2 separate regions of the Mus musculus genome follow, and region 2 is linked to region 1. The links are chromatin contacts, called in public HiChIP or PLAC-seq maps. All regions are on one chromosome and are shown on one strand. The core of a region is the stretch at or near the end of the contact, and the rest is flanking DNA. Distances in the headings are between cores, read along the strand shown. Region 1 has its middle 5.9 kb from the start of Gm43837. Region 2 holds the start of Lias (lipoic acid synthetase).

Evidence for each region. HiChIP or PLAC-seq counts read pairs in DNA pulled down with a chosen protein or histone mark.
Region 2: a contact with region 1 is called in an H3K27ac HiChIP or PLAC-seq map of microglia, with 7 times the contacts expected there. The contact joins the promoter of Lias here to the enhancer-like site in region 1. A contact is called at or near these places in 1 of 39 promoter capture datasets (hippocampal neurons), 2 of 484 Hi-C or Micro-C datasets (the N1E-115 cell line and pro-B cells), 4 of 115 datasets of contacts at active chromatin or transcription factors (embryonic stem cells, microglia, neural tube and 1 more) and 1 of 9 other capture datasets (adipose tissue).

Annotation. Positions count from the first base shown.
Region 1 is chr5:64,370,309-64,373,758 of GRCm38.p6, forward strand. No RefSeq gene overlaps it. Among named protein-coding and RNA genes, the nearest start is that of Gm43837, 5.9 kb to the right of the region's middle. Within about 2 kb of position 1,518, at least 59 of the 459 cell types and tissues checked have an H3K27ac peak or open chromatin away from gene starts, as enhancers often do. A contact at or near this core is called in the N1E-115 cell line, adipose tissue, hippocampal neurons and 1 more, where this site is marked.
Region 2 is chr5:65,389,903-65,393,352 of GRCm38.p6, forward strand. Lias (lipoic acid synthetase) reads left to right here and starts at 1,595. Exons shown (of 11, transcript NM_024471.5): 1 at 1,595-1,771; 2 at 2,318-2,487. The coding sequence starts at 1,727. Rpl9 (ribosomal protein L9) reads right to left here and starts at 1,529. Exons shown (of 8, transcript NM_011292.2): 1 at 1,474-1,529; 2 at 1,044-1,090; 3 at 837-952; 4 at 486-581. The coding sequence starts at 1,089.

The DNA.
Region 1 (3,450 bases), core at 268-2,767:
TGACTAGATCCTGAGGGTTCTACCATGATGACATGGCAAAAAAACAAAACAAACAAAAAAAAAAAACCAGCAATCCTGATGAATGAATATGGACCTTCCTTCCATACAGACTCACAGGGCTCACACCACTATGATTATGTGACATAGAGACAACCTTCCTTCCTCTTTAAACCTTGGTATCTGAGAGTTCCCTGTTATAGAAGCATATGGTTCTCTGTGCTTCCTACCCCCTTACCTCACTTCTCCCTTCCCTTCCTTCAGATCCATGCCCCTGTGGTGTGAACAGCCAGGCAACTACTAGGCTTAAGAAGGTGTTGGCCCCAACTGTAAAGATGCAATTCCTGCCTGCATGACTCCATGTTGCCTGCAAATGTTTTTGTCATGCTCTCTTAGGGACTAAGTTAGGTCTGGGGCCTGTGAAGTGATGTCAATCATAGCACAATATTTTTCCTCCAAAGAGGAGGATTGAGCGGAAAGAAGATGATGAGGCATTCTGAAGAAATGAGGACTGTGGCAATTCCCTTCCTGAGGGTGTCATCGTGTAGAAAAGATACTCTTCCTTTCATGGTGGCTCAAATGGGGTCCTCATCTCCTTCCTTGTGGTCATAGCTGGAGCATTCAGGGCCATCCCCTGCATACTCTGGAGCCTTTGACTCTGGTGGTCTACTAAAACCAAACTCTCCTGCCTTGCTTATTTTACCCATGCCATGTTCTGGAAACTGTAAATGGTTGCCTTGCAGTTTCTACTGTTGTGTTAAAACACCACAACCAAAAGCAAGGTGTGGAGGAAAGGGTTTGTCTGGCTTTCATATCCTAGATCACGGTCCATTAAGGGAAGCCATGGCAGGAACTCGATCTAGGCAGGAACCTGGAGGCAGAAGCTGATGCAGAGACCATGGAGGGTTGCTGCTTACTGGCTTGCTCCTCGTGGTTTTCTTAGTCTGGTTTTTTGTTTGTTTGTTTGTTTGTTTTGTTTTACTATAGAACCCAGGACCTTCAGCTGAGGGTTGTCCCCACCCACAATGGACTGGGATCTTCCACATCAATCAGTAATTTGAAAAAAATGCCCCACAGCCTTATCTTATAGAGGCATTTCCTCAGTTGTGGTTCTCTCCTCTCAGATGACTATAGCTTGTGTCATGTTGACACAAAACCAGCTAGTACAGTGGTTGACACAATATCAGCTCTTGGCAAAGAAAAACAAAAAGGCAGTCAGAAAAAAAATTATTATCCAATTATAAGAAACACAGAGGCTGAAACCACAGAGACAAACTAAAACCTTAAGACTGGTCTCTGCCAAATAGAGGATGCCTTTTCTCTTTCAAAATGATGAGATTCAGCACTTTGACTTCTGAGGCTGAGCAGATGTTCTCTCTGTCACAAATCTCTTAGCTCTGTGACTCTGTTGAGTGGGTGGTGCAAAAAATAAAATCTTTCAGGAAGAAGCTGACAGTGAAAGGCAGCAAGGGTCCTCTGAGCCACAGGGAGCTGGGATGTGACCCAGAAGTCAGAAGAGAGGCCATCTAGGGGAAGTGAGTCTGTAGCTTCCTCGTTCAGCTCATTTGTCTCTAATGAGGGAGAAAATTTACACAGCCACAAATTGTTGCAATTCAGAGAGCTAAACTGATTTGGAAACATATTTTGTCCTAGGATATTTCTTGGCCTGTTTGGGCTGCTATAACAAAGTGCCTTAGGCTGGGTGGCTTATAAATAACAAAGGCTTACAGGTTTGATGTCTGCCAAGGGCTCCTTCCTGGCTCAAACTTGGCCTCTTCTTATTGCACCCTTGCATCTCAGAAGAGACAAGCATCTCCCTAGGGTCCCTAAAGGCACTTCTCTTGAACATGGAGCTCTGCCCATGACCCAGCGTCCTCACAAAGACTCTACCTGCTAACATGACCCTTTGGATGGGTAGGATATTCATGAATTTGGGCACAGTGGATTCATAATATTGATACCCCAGACGTTCCCCACCCAGGGGATGTTATCCAATACATCTGGGAAATTTTTAGTGACACAGGAAACTTTGCCATTACTCTGCCTTCATTTCTCCTCCTTCTGTATGCCTGTCAGATGTTCAACTCAGGCAGCCCATCTGGAACCTCCCCTCCAGGATAATGTCTCCTCCTTAAATGAGAAAAAAAAGTCTAGCCCCTCCTCCTTCTTGCTGGATGTGAACCGCTCTTGAGGACTTCAATCACCTGGCCTCCCCTGCCCTTCGAGCTAAAGGTTAATTGAGGGGTGAATGAAAACAACACAGCGTCTTATGAGAAATGAAAGATGGCCAGATGGAACCCACCAAGGGCGGCTGAGATTTCAATTTCCTTACTGTAATGAAAACTGCATTTCCATTAACCGCTGTGGTAGAAATGATTTACCAGCAGAACGAATCACCTGTGATGCGCCCTGGCTCCTATTGTGAAGCCTGGCTCTGCAGAGCCGACTGCTAAAGCATCTCTTCATTACCACCCGCCATGTGGACCTGGGGCTGCTGCAGAGGGTAAAGGCTATGGCCGTGGACATGAAAATGGGGGCCTCTGAGACAGAACAAAGAGGAGGCTCTAAAACTCTTTTCCTCCCCACATTCTGTTACCGCCCTTTGCCTGGACAGAATTTTTTTTTTTTTCCGATGCGGGCACATTTTACAGGCAGCCAGACGTAGGTCAGTAAGTAGCCATAGGTACCTGGGGAGCTCAGGGCTTTGGGTCATCATCAGACCCCACATTTGACCCAGCATTTGAGATTGCCTTACAGGATCACCCTTTCCCTCTTCCCTAATAATAAGATGCCATGGTATCAGCTTGGCAGAGGACTTCTTGCAACAAGACCCACCTTCCCAGCATGCTTTGCAGCGGCAGACAACTATGTCATCACTGGGCACTAAGGAAGAATAGTTCATCTGGTCTTCAGGTTACTTCCATTTAGTCAGCTGGGATGTGGGCGTGAAAGCTGGATCCGAGCAACCTTCTTACACCCTGAGTAAAAGCCACTCGTGATTGTTAAGTACTAAGCCCTCTCTTAATGCCATAATGGGGAGGCACCTCGGAGAAGCTGCGGTGTTTCATTAAGGCCAGAGACTCAGACCTGGAGGTCAGCCAGGCTTGTGACTTTTCAAGACAAAGACCACTATGAGTACCCAGATGTCACTATGAAAAACATTGAAAAGTTAGCTTAGCCCGTGTCAGATGTACAACCCCACTTCCTCTACTTTTGAGGTAGCTCAGCTCATTTTCACATTTATCTGTCTGTCTGTCTGTCTGTCTATCTATCTATTAAGTGTGTGTGTGTGTGTGTGTGTGAGTGTGTGTGTGTGTGTGTGTGTGTGTGTGTGTGTGTGTGTGGTGTGCATGTGCGTGATGCCATGGTGCTTGTGTGGAGGTCAAAAGACAACCTGCAGAGGTGACTGTCCCCTTCCACCATGTGGGTCCCGGGTATTAAACTCAGATCATG
Region 2 (3,450 bases), core at 345-2,844, 1.0 Mb after region 1:
CAGACACCACCAGATAATAAGTGACTCCAGACTAAACAAAAGGCCCAGTCCTCCCCAGGAGCAACAGGGTAACACGATCCAATAGGTATACAAAGTACAGCTTGTGTTTATAAAACAACACCTCTTCAGCATTAACTGTTTTGGGAGAAAGGATCTAGAACAGTAACTTCAGAGATGCACAAGTCAGATCTTTTTGTTTGTTTTTTTGAGACAGAGTATAACTCTGGCTGTCTTTTCTATCCATTGAGTCCCAAACATACCAGCCAGCAATCTCCACTATATGTATCTACCAACAAACAAAACCCCTGAAACAGAAGTAAAGGAGCCTGCCCAGCAAATTCCTGGGTCTGATCTGTGCTAACCCACCCCCAATATCTGAAAGTGCCTCCTTTGTAGAAGTACAGTCCATCCTGGCCCTAGACATTTATACACACCCAAGGAACCTCTTCCAAAGGGTTAAAGGGCAGAGTGGAGGGCTGACTTACCAGCGTGACACCCTTGATCATGTTCTGAACATGACTGCAGATGGTCCTGACGGTGGCCAGTTCCTTTCTGTTACCCCACCATTTGTCAACCCGGAGCTGAAACACAACAACTTTAGAATTAAAACACAGCACTTTTAGCTGGCGAGTACTAGCACGCAAAGCCATGTACAAATGCACCGTATGTCACACGCACAGGACACCAGAGGGACGACACACACACACCCAAGTTCACTCATAAAAGAACTGAGTCCGAGTAACCCACTCGGCCACGCATGGGGTGGGGGATTAACATCGGTTACCGGGTTTTGTTACAAGCAAGCACCCGAAGCATCGGAAGACACAAGTTCTTACCCTTTTCTTCTTCTTCCCAAGAAGACTCAGCTCCACGTTGATGTGATTGAAGTCCCTCCGCAGAGTCCCCCTGGGGCCCTTCACAATGACTGTGCGCCCCTTCAGAGTGATTTCGACTAAACGAGAAAGTGAACTGGTGAGACCATAGGCCGGGGTTTAGAGCATGCAGGAAAGCCGTCAGCGGCCGGCGGGGAGCCATCTACTCACCATTCTCTGGAATGTCCACAGTCTGATTGCTGAGAATGGTCTTCATCCTGAAACACAGACACCCGGGTGAGACGGCTGGGGCGGGGGACGCTCTACACCCGAGACCCGGCAGCGTTCCGCTCCCAACGGGAATCGCCAGCTACGAAAGCCGGCAACAAGGACCCAGGTGTGTCCGGGACAAGGACTGGACCGGGGGCCCCGGAGAAGAGTAAGGAAGCCCGGCTCGGTGCGCCATGGCGGAAGGGCTACGACCGAGATGGGCCTGAAAGCCCGAACGCCACTTCCAGCTCGCGCCACCAAGTCCCAAGGACGCACGTCGTGCTGGGGGACAGTCGGGACAAAGCCTTGGGGCATCGGCTCCATGCCGCCGGGGTCCCCAAACAGAGGATGGGTTCAGATTCCCGGGGCACCCGGTCCCTAAGCTCCTCACCTCGCAGTAGATGGGGCAAAGAGAGAACGTCTTTCGTCATCACGTTCTTGTAATCCGTCAGGGCCCTGCGTGTCGCGTCACGACCCGAGCGACGGCTTTAAGGCGGAACTACTCGATTGCCGAGCTAGTCGAGTCGCGCCGGTCGGCGACGACGTATCGCGTCATGACTCAAGCGACGAGTTGTTGGACGCGTCCGGTGCCGGGGGTGCTGTTCCCTCGATCCCTTGACACTCCTGAGACCTAAAAGAGGGGGATGGCTCTACGCTGCTGGGATACAGCTCGCAGCCTGGGGTCCCGGGTGAGCGGCGGGAACGCCATTGCTTATCCTAAGTTCAAAACTAGGGAAATTGTTCCAGATATCCTTTTTTTAAAAGCCCCGACAGCTGTGGCATATCTTAATTATTGCAAACTTGTTGACAACATATTTTAGTACCTGTTTTAGGAATAGAAGACATGAAAACGTGGCATGTTAAGTCACCCACTAAGGTTTTCTAACCTATATTTAGCGGTTAACTTTGATCTGCGTCCCACTTTTTTCCCCCATTTGTCATGGCTGAGCGTGCATCAGGGTCTCTGTAATCTAGGCTGGCCTGAAACTAAATTCTTAGACCAAAGACGACTCCTCACTCTGCCTCCTCTGAGAGCTGCATTACGTGTTTGAGCCGCCGTGACTTACGGTTCTTTCACCTTGAGTCTTTTTCAGGTTCTGATCTACGTAGTTTGAGCTCTTAAATCGTTTTACATAATTTCTGAATCAATTTCTTTAGCTTTGGTATTATAATGGGTTAAAACTAAATTATTTCAGAGTCTACTGAGTGAATGTTGTACTGAACCCTTTTTGTAGATATTTGGAAGATATGCGTTCACGGTTAGAGCATTAAGTTCTTTGCCAGATAAGAAAAAGGAATTTTTGCATAATGGACCAGACCTTCAAGATTTTGTATCTGGTGATCTTGCAGACAAGAGTACATGGGATGAATATAAAGGAAACTTAAAGCGCCAGAAAGGAGAAAGGTAATTGAACATTAGATTCCACTTTGACTTTGTGCATTGTTTGGTTTTGTTTGTTTGTTTGTTTGTTTTGGTTTTGATTTTTTGAGACAGGGTTTCTCTGTGTAGCCCTGGCTGTCCTGGAACTCACTCTGTAGACCAGGCTGGCCTCGAACTCAGAAATCCACCTGCCTCTGCCTCCCAAGTGCTGGGATTAAAGATGCACTGCCTGGCATTGTGCTTTTTTTTTTTTTTTTTTTTTTTTTTTTTTCTTTTTTAATCAAGCCTTGTAGGTTTTTCTGTACCCTTTGGCCATTTCTTCATCCTTTCCAAAATGACCATTTTATGCTGCCATATCCCATTTTATATCTAGCATCTAATTGAGAAAGTATAGGTTTTTCTCTTGATAGTTATTTTATTTATTTGGGTTTTTGGAGATGGTTTCCCTATGTAGCCCTAACTGCCCTAGACTTCTCTCTGTAGACCAAGCTGGCCTCAAACTCAGAGATCCATTTTCCTCTTCCTCCTGAGTGCTGCAATTAAAAGTGTGCACAACCACCACCTGGCTTACTTTATTGATTTATGCCTTCATATAGTTTTAATTGTTAATGGGTATTGATCATCTAACTTACTCTTTTGTTTGTTTGTTTGAGATGGGGACTCACTATTTGTTCTTGGCTAACCTGGAACTCTCTATGTAGGCCAGACTGGCCTCAAACTCAGAACTGAGATCCGCCTGCCTCTGCCTCCCAGGTGCTGGGATTAAAGGTGTGCACCTCCACATCCGGCTCAAACTTGTTTGCATGTAGCCTATGATTCCTTTATCTTAATTGTTTTTTAATGACGTAAGGTTGCCTGGCAGGCAGAAGGCTCTGGATGCCAGATTCCTAGCAACACAGTAAACAAATAATAACAGAAGACTGGTGTACAGCGTAGTCTTCAAAAATGCTTATCAAACAGCTTCTAGATCAGAAGTGGATAGTCAAG